Regions from separate parts of the Anas platyrhynchos genome. Here region 1 is linked to region 2. The links are chromatin contacts, called in public Hi-C maps. All regions are on one chromosome and are shown on one strand. Each heading gives the region's core, a stretch centred on a gene start, on an enhancer-like site or on the middle of the called end of the contact. The rest is flanking DNA. Distances are from core to core; before and after follow the strand shown. Region 1 holds the start of SH3PXD2A (SH3 and PX domains 2A). Region 2 overlaps SH3PXD2A (SH3 and PX domains 2A).

What was found. Hi-C and Micro-C count contacts between places; a contact is called where the count stands out from the background.
Region 1: a Hi-C map of subcutaneous adipose tissue shows a contact between it and region 2, with 4 times the contacts expected there. The contact joins the promoter of SH3PXD2A here to the enhancer-like site in region 2. A contact is called at or near these places in 5 of 8 Hi-C or Micro-C datasets (F1 follicle, liver, skeletal muscle and 1 more).

The regions. Positions count from the first base shown.
Region 1 is chr6:28,929,166-28,932,994 of IASCAAS_PekinDuck_T2T, forward strand. It overlaps SH3PXD2A (SH3 and PX domains 2A), which reads right to left and starts at 2,426. Exons shown (of 15, transcript XM_072039762.1): 1 at 2,285-2,426.
Region 2 is chr6:28,808,793-28,812,563 of IASCAAS_PekinDuck_T2T, forward strand. The region is part of intron 5 of SH3PXD2A (SH3 and PX domains 2A); the gene reads right to left. Among named protein-coding and RNA genes, the nearest start is that of SH3PXD2A, 120 kb to the right of the region's middle. Within about 2 kb of position 2,214, at least 1 of the 8 cell types and tissues checked has an H3K27ac peak or open chromatin away from gene starts, as enhancers often do. A contact at or near this core is called in subcutaneous adipose tissue, where this site is marked.

The DNA of each region.
Region 1 (3,829 bases), core at 1,176-3,675, 120 kb after region 2:
GAAAGGAGGAAGGCAAACACCAGCTACAAGCGAACCCACACGCCGAGGAGCCTCGATAACCACCCAAACCCCCTTCCACCCCCCAAAAATAAAGGTCTCGCTGTAACTTTCTGGGCGAAAAGGCGCACAGCCTCCTCCAGCACCCCCGGCTCGGTGTCCCTAGAGGGGGGTGCCACTCACGTAGTGCTTCGAGGGGTTCCTCCGCTTCTCCACATCCACCACGTTGGCGTCCAGCACGCTGTAGGACAGCATCGCGCCGCTCCTCCCGGGCCCGCCGGGGCTCCCACCGGCTCCTTGCACCCTCCGGCCGCCGCGGCGGGCAGGAGGGAGAAGGAGGAGGAGGAGGAGGATGCCCCACTCCCGGCTCCGCCCCGCGCCGTGGCGGCTCCTTTCTCCTCTCCCCTTCTCTCCCCTCCGTCCCGGCAGGGGCAGGGCTCGGCCGCCGTCCCCGCCTCAGGGCGGCCCCCGGCGGGCCGGGGCCTGAGGGGAGCGGGAGCCGCCGCGCCCCGGGGCTGGGGGCGGTGGGGAGCGGGGGGCGCGGCCTGCCCTGAGATGGCGGCCGCCCGCTGCCTGCCGCCGGGGGTCTCCTCACACGTCTCTCCCCAGCCCGCTGCCTCAGCCCGGCCCCTCAAAGCACTCCGTCGTTGTTAAAAGTGTCCAAAATATGGCCAAGGTCACATCAGAAACACGAGGGGCTGAGCCCAGCCCTCAGCCCACACGGCTCAGGGTTTATGGCTGCTGAGGGAGGTTGGCGATGTCCTGGCCCCCTACTCTGTGATGAAAGGTGGAGGGAGGTTGCACAGAGGCTTTTTAGAGTGATAACCCTATTTCATCTCTTTGTATATACATAGACACTGAAACAACCCTCACTCTCCCCTGGTCATACTTCAAGAAGAGCTCGCCCTAGAAATTTCACGGTGTTCTTACGCAGTAACGTGTCATTACTTTGCATATGATTACTCTGGAGGCAGTTACCTCAGTAAAGGGAGCTTTCATGTGATCTCCCAGCCAGCAGCTTGCTTTATGAATTTCATTAGCCATTCACCGAATGAACTGAAGTCACTAAGATCTCTGTTTCCTCCACTGACTGTAGCGTCTCCAGTCGCAGCCTGAACAGATTTTCCAGTAAGCTCCCTAAGCGCTGCTGACAGCTGCAGACCTGCAAGTCTGGGAGTGTGGAAAGGTCCCAGCTCTTGGCAAAACAAAGTCCCCTATTTACAGTGACAGAACGGTCAGTCTCAGTGGGATTTCACTATATGCTCTACAGGCGCATTTCCTGAATCACAACTTTTGTACTGCGTTATTAGCCCTTCAGGAACGATCATAAGATACGCTCTGGAATCACAAAGTCGCAGCTACCTAAGCCTGAAGGCTGATGTTTCAAAGTGAGGAAGTCCATAGCTGGCTTCCACAAGCAGGTTAAAAAAGCAAGGAAAAACATGAGCAACGCCACCATCATACAGCTACATGCTGCGTAATGCCTTCCTTCCAGCCTGCAGAGAGGAAGATGCTTGGACCCAGCCTCCTCCTCCCTCCTCAGCTGCTACACCCAGTCCACCAAAACTAGCGAGCTGATAGAACAAGATAAATTTCTGATGTACCATTTGAGACATGGAGCATATGCTAGACCAACTCTTAGTGTTGGGATAGGAGAGGAGAAGTATCCACCTCTATTGTCACTTTTTTCTTCCAGTGCACTCCCTTCTCTCCTCTTTGAAGGACATCCCACCTCTAACCCTCATGCATGACACAAGGCAGTATAGCAATTATTTACATTAGAAACCTGTACTGTTTAGACTGGCCAAGAAGTCCCTGGTGTGCAGAGCAAACAAAGAAAATTCTTCCCCGACAATGTAAATATTCAAATAACCCATTGATAAAAATATGCCCAGCATGATAAGTCTTCTGTGTCTCAGATGCCTCTTTCCTGTGAGCCATTATCAATATACATTACACACTTCATCCCCTTCTCCTATTATCCTATCCAAAAAAAAAGAATAAAAGTTCCCCCCATCATTAAAAACACTCAGGGTTTGTTTAAAATCAGCTTTCAAAACATTTCATTGCGAGGGAAAAAGAAAAAAATACATCATTCTCCAAACACTTTGCCCCATCCTTCCTGACATTCTTACTAGTCGGTATTTTTTTATGGATATTCTCATCTGTTCTTGCAAGGAAGGAGCTACTACTTTCAGGGATACCTTAATGATGCTTTGGGGTTTGTGCTCCCCTAGTGACTACCCTGTACTTTCACAGCATCAGGTCCCCTGTTCACCTTTCTCACCTTTCTTCCGTTCAAGGCAATTTAATTCTTTCTCCTCTGTTCCAGACAAGCTTCTCCAGCTGCAAAGCCTGCCCAGCCCTTGTCAGATCTGGCTTCTCTCCTGTTGTCTGCTGATTTTGCTCTCATTGTCACCTTCTGCTCTCCTTGTTTGCTTGCTGCATCCATCCATCTACATAGGAAAAAAAAATGTATGTTGCTAGGGGCATGGATTGTTCTGCTAAAATATGTACAACACCCAGTCTAGTGGGAGTCTGATCCCAGGCTATTGCAAGACTGGCAGAAAATAACCAAAACCCCTTATTATGCTGCAGGCTTGGGAAAATCGGCTCCTCTCTTAGGCAGCAGCTGGGAAAATGGAGCTGACACTGCCTGCCTGGCCCTTGTCCTGGAGAACCAGGCTTGGGCTGCTGGGGCTCAAGGAGAGAAAAACAGCACACAGTGAAAAGCACAGCAGGCTCGCTGGATGGCTGGGCCCATGTGCTGAAGAGCTGGTACCTGACTGGGACCATGAAAACACAGACGAAGGCATGGCAAATTTATAGGAAAATTACTAACTTTAAGTGTTTTTATCTTAAATCTCCTGATTTTTGTATTTCTTTCTTCAAGTCTCTCTTACCAAAGTCAAGTCACTGCATGGGAATATCACTACTAACAATCGCTTCAATTTTAATATGTATATTAATGTCAATATTAACAGCTGAGTTAATAATTCACCTTTAGACATTCATGATTCCAGTAAAATCCACCTCAGGAGCTCCCCAGGAAATTCAGACTTCTGAAGACTGAGATAAAACAGCTATTTGAAAAGCATTTTTCTACTGATTTGCTAGGTGAGTGCTGGGGCAAAGGATTTTCATTTTATTTTATATTTGACTGAACATGTAACCAGATTAGCCTCACGGACCTAATACAGCCACAGCCCAGCAACCTCAATTTCGCTCCAATTACAGAAAAAGCTGATGCATGACAGAGTGTGCGTGTGACGGTCTCAGAGCTGGAGCATGACTTGGGTTTTTATATTGCAAGAGAACTTTGTCATGCTGGCAATTTTTTTGTAAATAAGCATTAGAGTTGTAAATTGAAAACACTTGGATCATAAAAACAGTGAGAAAATAAAACAAGGGACAGGCTTTTCTGTGCTCCATTAAGGCTTAAGCATTTAATGCTTCTTATTAATTCGTGGCATATCACTGTTGATAAGTAACCACCCCCACCCCCCCAAATATCATCCAGCACAATGCAGCCTAACAACCTTTTCTGAGTGTCTCGAGTCGCTGTTCAAAGACATTTCCTTCCTGCTTCTGCTTTTCTATTTGTCAGGGCTGGGCAGCCAGGTCTGCCCTTGCGACAATCAAATGCTTTCCTGTCCCATTAAGTATGAGAAGCTCTAACGGTGCTCAGCACCTTGGGCGGAAGCAAAATGCCCCCTGAGCCCAGACTCCTGGGGGAAGAGGAGTGATTCGGTGCTGTGCATGACAGATTAGCCACACAACTCATTACTGGCAACTAGAGTTGCATGCATAATCTGCAAGACATGGTACTAGA
Region 2 (3,771 bases), core at 964-3,463:
ATGTGGCGCTTCATTTCATTAGAGGCCGTCTACTCCCCGCAGCTCATTTCCCTTTGCCTGGTCAGCGCTATGCCACGACGTGGAAATGAGTCCCACCAGGGCTCGCCTGGCGCTGGTTCCTGCTCCACATAAGGCTCCCTTCCCTCACACACTGCTGCACATCTCCTCGTCTCTCCGTGTGTTACTCTGGACCACCAGACCCGCAGCAGGACAAGGGCTGCTGTGAACTCCAGTGAGCCCTTGTAGCCCTGCTGGCCTTGGTTTTCCAACCAGGGGTTGCTTTTCAGGCAGGTTATGGCTTCTACCAAGTCCTGGCGGCACCCGGCCGTCCCGTCACAGGACGGGGGCTCAGACACGTCATCACCTCTCGCATCCTTCTCCCTCTCCAACTGGAGTCAGCCACAACGCAGATGGACCCAAGCCAGATCCGTGGGGACACCGAGCTTGGGTTCAAGCCCAGACACCGAGGCTCTGCTTTGTCTCCATCTCAGAACGGAGCACGGCGAAAAGAAACCCTTGGGACACGGCAGGGACCCATTAAAATTGATGGGGTTAAATCATCCTCGTGCAAATCACCGACTTCAAAAGAATTACACAAGGGATGAATACGGAGCCGTTATTTTTCCTCTTTCTGCCTTTCAGAAAGATGATCTTCTTTCCAGACTGCTACGCTCAGCTTACGCTCTGCTCAGCCAGTCCCTCTAAGCGATCTAACAACCTCCTCGCAGCTCTTACTCCGTGCTCTCCTCCTCCAACCAAACAGCTCCAGGAGCTGCTCACCACCTCGGGTTTTCCCTGCACAAAACAGCCCTCGTGTCCTTCCAGCCGGCTTAATCTATTTTCTGTATCAGGTGCAAATAAATAAAATAAAAAAAGGAAGGAAAAGAAGAAAAGCAAAGGTTTGTTAGAGAAACCGGGAGGGTTACGGACACACACAGCAGATTTCTTCCCTACTGGAGGGTGCAGCAGCAGGAAAAAGGTGCAGGTACAAGTGCAACCGAGGGGGAATCCTCCCCCACATAAAACTACAGTGCACAAAACCCAACCAGGACTGATGTTTGCATGTCAATTACTTTTCTGTAATTGAAAGCACTTGTTTTAGCTAAGGAAGTGCTGGAGACCAACAAGGCAGGCAGAGGAATCTCCTGTGTAAAAGATATCAGCTCCCAGCCACGCTGTGGTCTGCAAGCCATTCAATAGTAACGCCATGGAAGATGGCCTGCAACTTTTTCAGCAAAGAGCTCAATAACCTTAAAAAGCATAAATCGAGACTGCTAAAATTGGCAGATGATTTGATAGGAAGAAAATGCTTTTTGGGGACTGCTTTGTGCCTGCCAAACTCACCCAGACACAGATCCACATATGGATTTCTAACCTATCCAGGTTTCAGGGGTGATTACAGCAGAGACTGTGGTATGAACCATGCCAGATGTATTATTTTGGGAGAGCTGATGCATTAGAGGTAGACAATGAAAAGCTCAGAGGTTATTTGGTCTGTGAGTTACCCCACCTCCATAGTTCCCAGGTATTCAGCTCTGGGGGTTTTGGCACAGGAAAAGGAGGCTTGAAATTCAGATCCTGAGCTGGCTTCAAACTTTGCTGAAAGTCTGGAGGTGTTCAGAGCTGGGATTTTGACTAGTAGCTCCCAAAAGAGGCCGGTAATTTCTCGGGGTGAGGCGGCGAGGAATGGAAGGAACCGGTGTTATTTCACTTTGCTCGAAATGCAGCACAACCATCTGTGCAGCCTCTACACCACGGGGCCTTGAAGGAGCCACAAAACAGCCTGACTGTAAAGCCAGTCGCTGAGAAACAGTACCTGCCGGCTGACACAGCCTGCTGGTACGCCTCAAACCCCTGGAAGCAATGCCTCCTGGCAGCTGCTTTCTGTCTGCGATGCGTCGGCCCCATCACGTCCCCGCTAGGGCCTTTTACTGCCGCGCTCAGCCGCTCACCAAGAAGGCATCAGGAGGAGCAACGGGCTACAAACAGCAACACCGAGCGATCAGGAGCTCCGCAAAGCTGCTTGTAAATCTACGAAAAGTGGCGTGTTTCCATAATAAACAATCCCTTATCGCGTCGCTCCGTTCCCACTTAGCGGGCTGCTGGGAGAAGGGAAGAAAGAGGCCGGTTTGCGGGGTGCTGCATCCGAGAAGATCCAAGCAGGCAGCCTGCGATGGTCTGCTCCCTCTGCTGGCTGCATCTCCTGCGCCCTGCGCTGTCTGGGTGCTGCTGGAGGCGATGCTGCTCACTCTGCTGGAGGCCAGGCACCAGTAATTCCTCCCTGTGCTGTGCTGCAACAGCTGTGCAGGCACCGCTCTGCCGGGCTTTACACGGATAAAGAATAAAGGAGACAGCCCCAAGTGAGAGATGAGGGCTACGTGGCACAGCGCAGAGCTGTGAAGAAACAGCCTCCAGCTGGGACGGAGAGGGCCCTGCCGCCACTGCCGTGAGATGTGGCTGATTGCAGTGCTGCGGGGATGGGAAGCGCTCCAGGAACAAAAGCTGCAGTTCTGTTACATGCAACACTTTTGTTTCCTTTGCTCTGACTTCTTTTGCCAGCATCTGGACACGCAGAGCTGTGTAACTGCACAACGCCACCCACAAGGCCTGCTGGTGATGAATTCGGCTCACTGTGCCTGATGGTGCCACAGCAGAAGTGGCAATGCAGGAAAATGCAAACCTCTGTGAATACATCCAGCAGGCAGAACCAGCGATGGAGAAGTGCTTACGTATGTCCATGTATTTCATGTTTGTAAAATAGGCATTTCCAAAGCTTCATCTTGATGGCGTTACCCTGCCGCCAGCAGTACTTTGGAAAATTTGACAGGAGAAAGCCCAGACTCACCGTGTTGCCCATCAGCCACAGGCATCCTCCATGGGGAGCTGAGCTGAGAGCTGAAGCACAGAGTTAGCCACGGACAAAGACGAAGCAGCTCAGAAAAAAAGAGTAATATCACTCTGAACCCCTTTCCCCCACCTCACCCCAGAAGACCTGTGCCTGTGTGGCCCCATCTGGCGAGGCTCCCACTGAGCTGCCCACACCGAGCCCCTGCCCATGGATGGCACGGGGCAGCTCACACCTCTGTTAAACAGCCTGCTTCCTGGTAATTAAATCCCGAAGGCTAACAAGCTCCAAAAGTCTAATTCCAGGCTTATTTTTCCTAAGTCGCTTTTGATATAATGGGGGCAAAGCAGCCCACGTATCTTTTAAAGTATCGGGCAATTTAATTTCTTGCTTCTCTGCCAATCTCTAACTAGGCATAGCCCTTTTGATGTCTTGCCCTGTGTTTTGAAAGGATGTGGCAATCGTGACAGTTTAGAAATGTGCACGCAATTATTAATGCTAATACAATTAACAGGGAAAGGCTCACACTTGGATCACAAACCCAGCCCCCTTCCAACCCCAGCCCTCCTCGCAGGCTTCCAAGTAAATAGGTCAGATAGCAGCACAGAACCCCAGATAAAGAAAGCTGATGTTTACACCGAAAAACAGACTGAGAGAATTCCCCAGAAAGCCCTGAGGGTTGGATTTCACGTAGGGTAACCTGAGGCAAAGTTGGCCCTGGGATGAAGGATCAAATGCCCTGAAAGGAAAAAGCCAGCCCCCAGGGACCAGCACCTTGAGCAGGCGGCTGTTACTGCAAAGGAAAGGGGGTTGTCAGCACTCTGTAAATACCACGGGCACAAAACCAGCACAGTTTCCCAGAAGAGAGGGAAAAGCCCACTTGGCCAAACCCAGAAACAATTAGGCCAGGCACGTCCCAGTCAAAG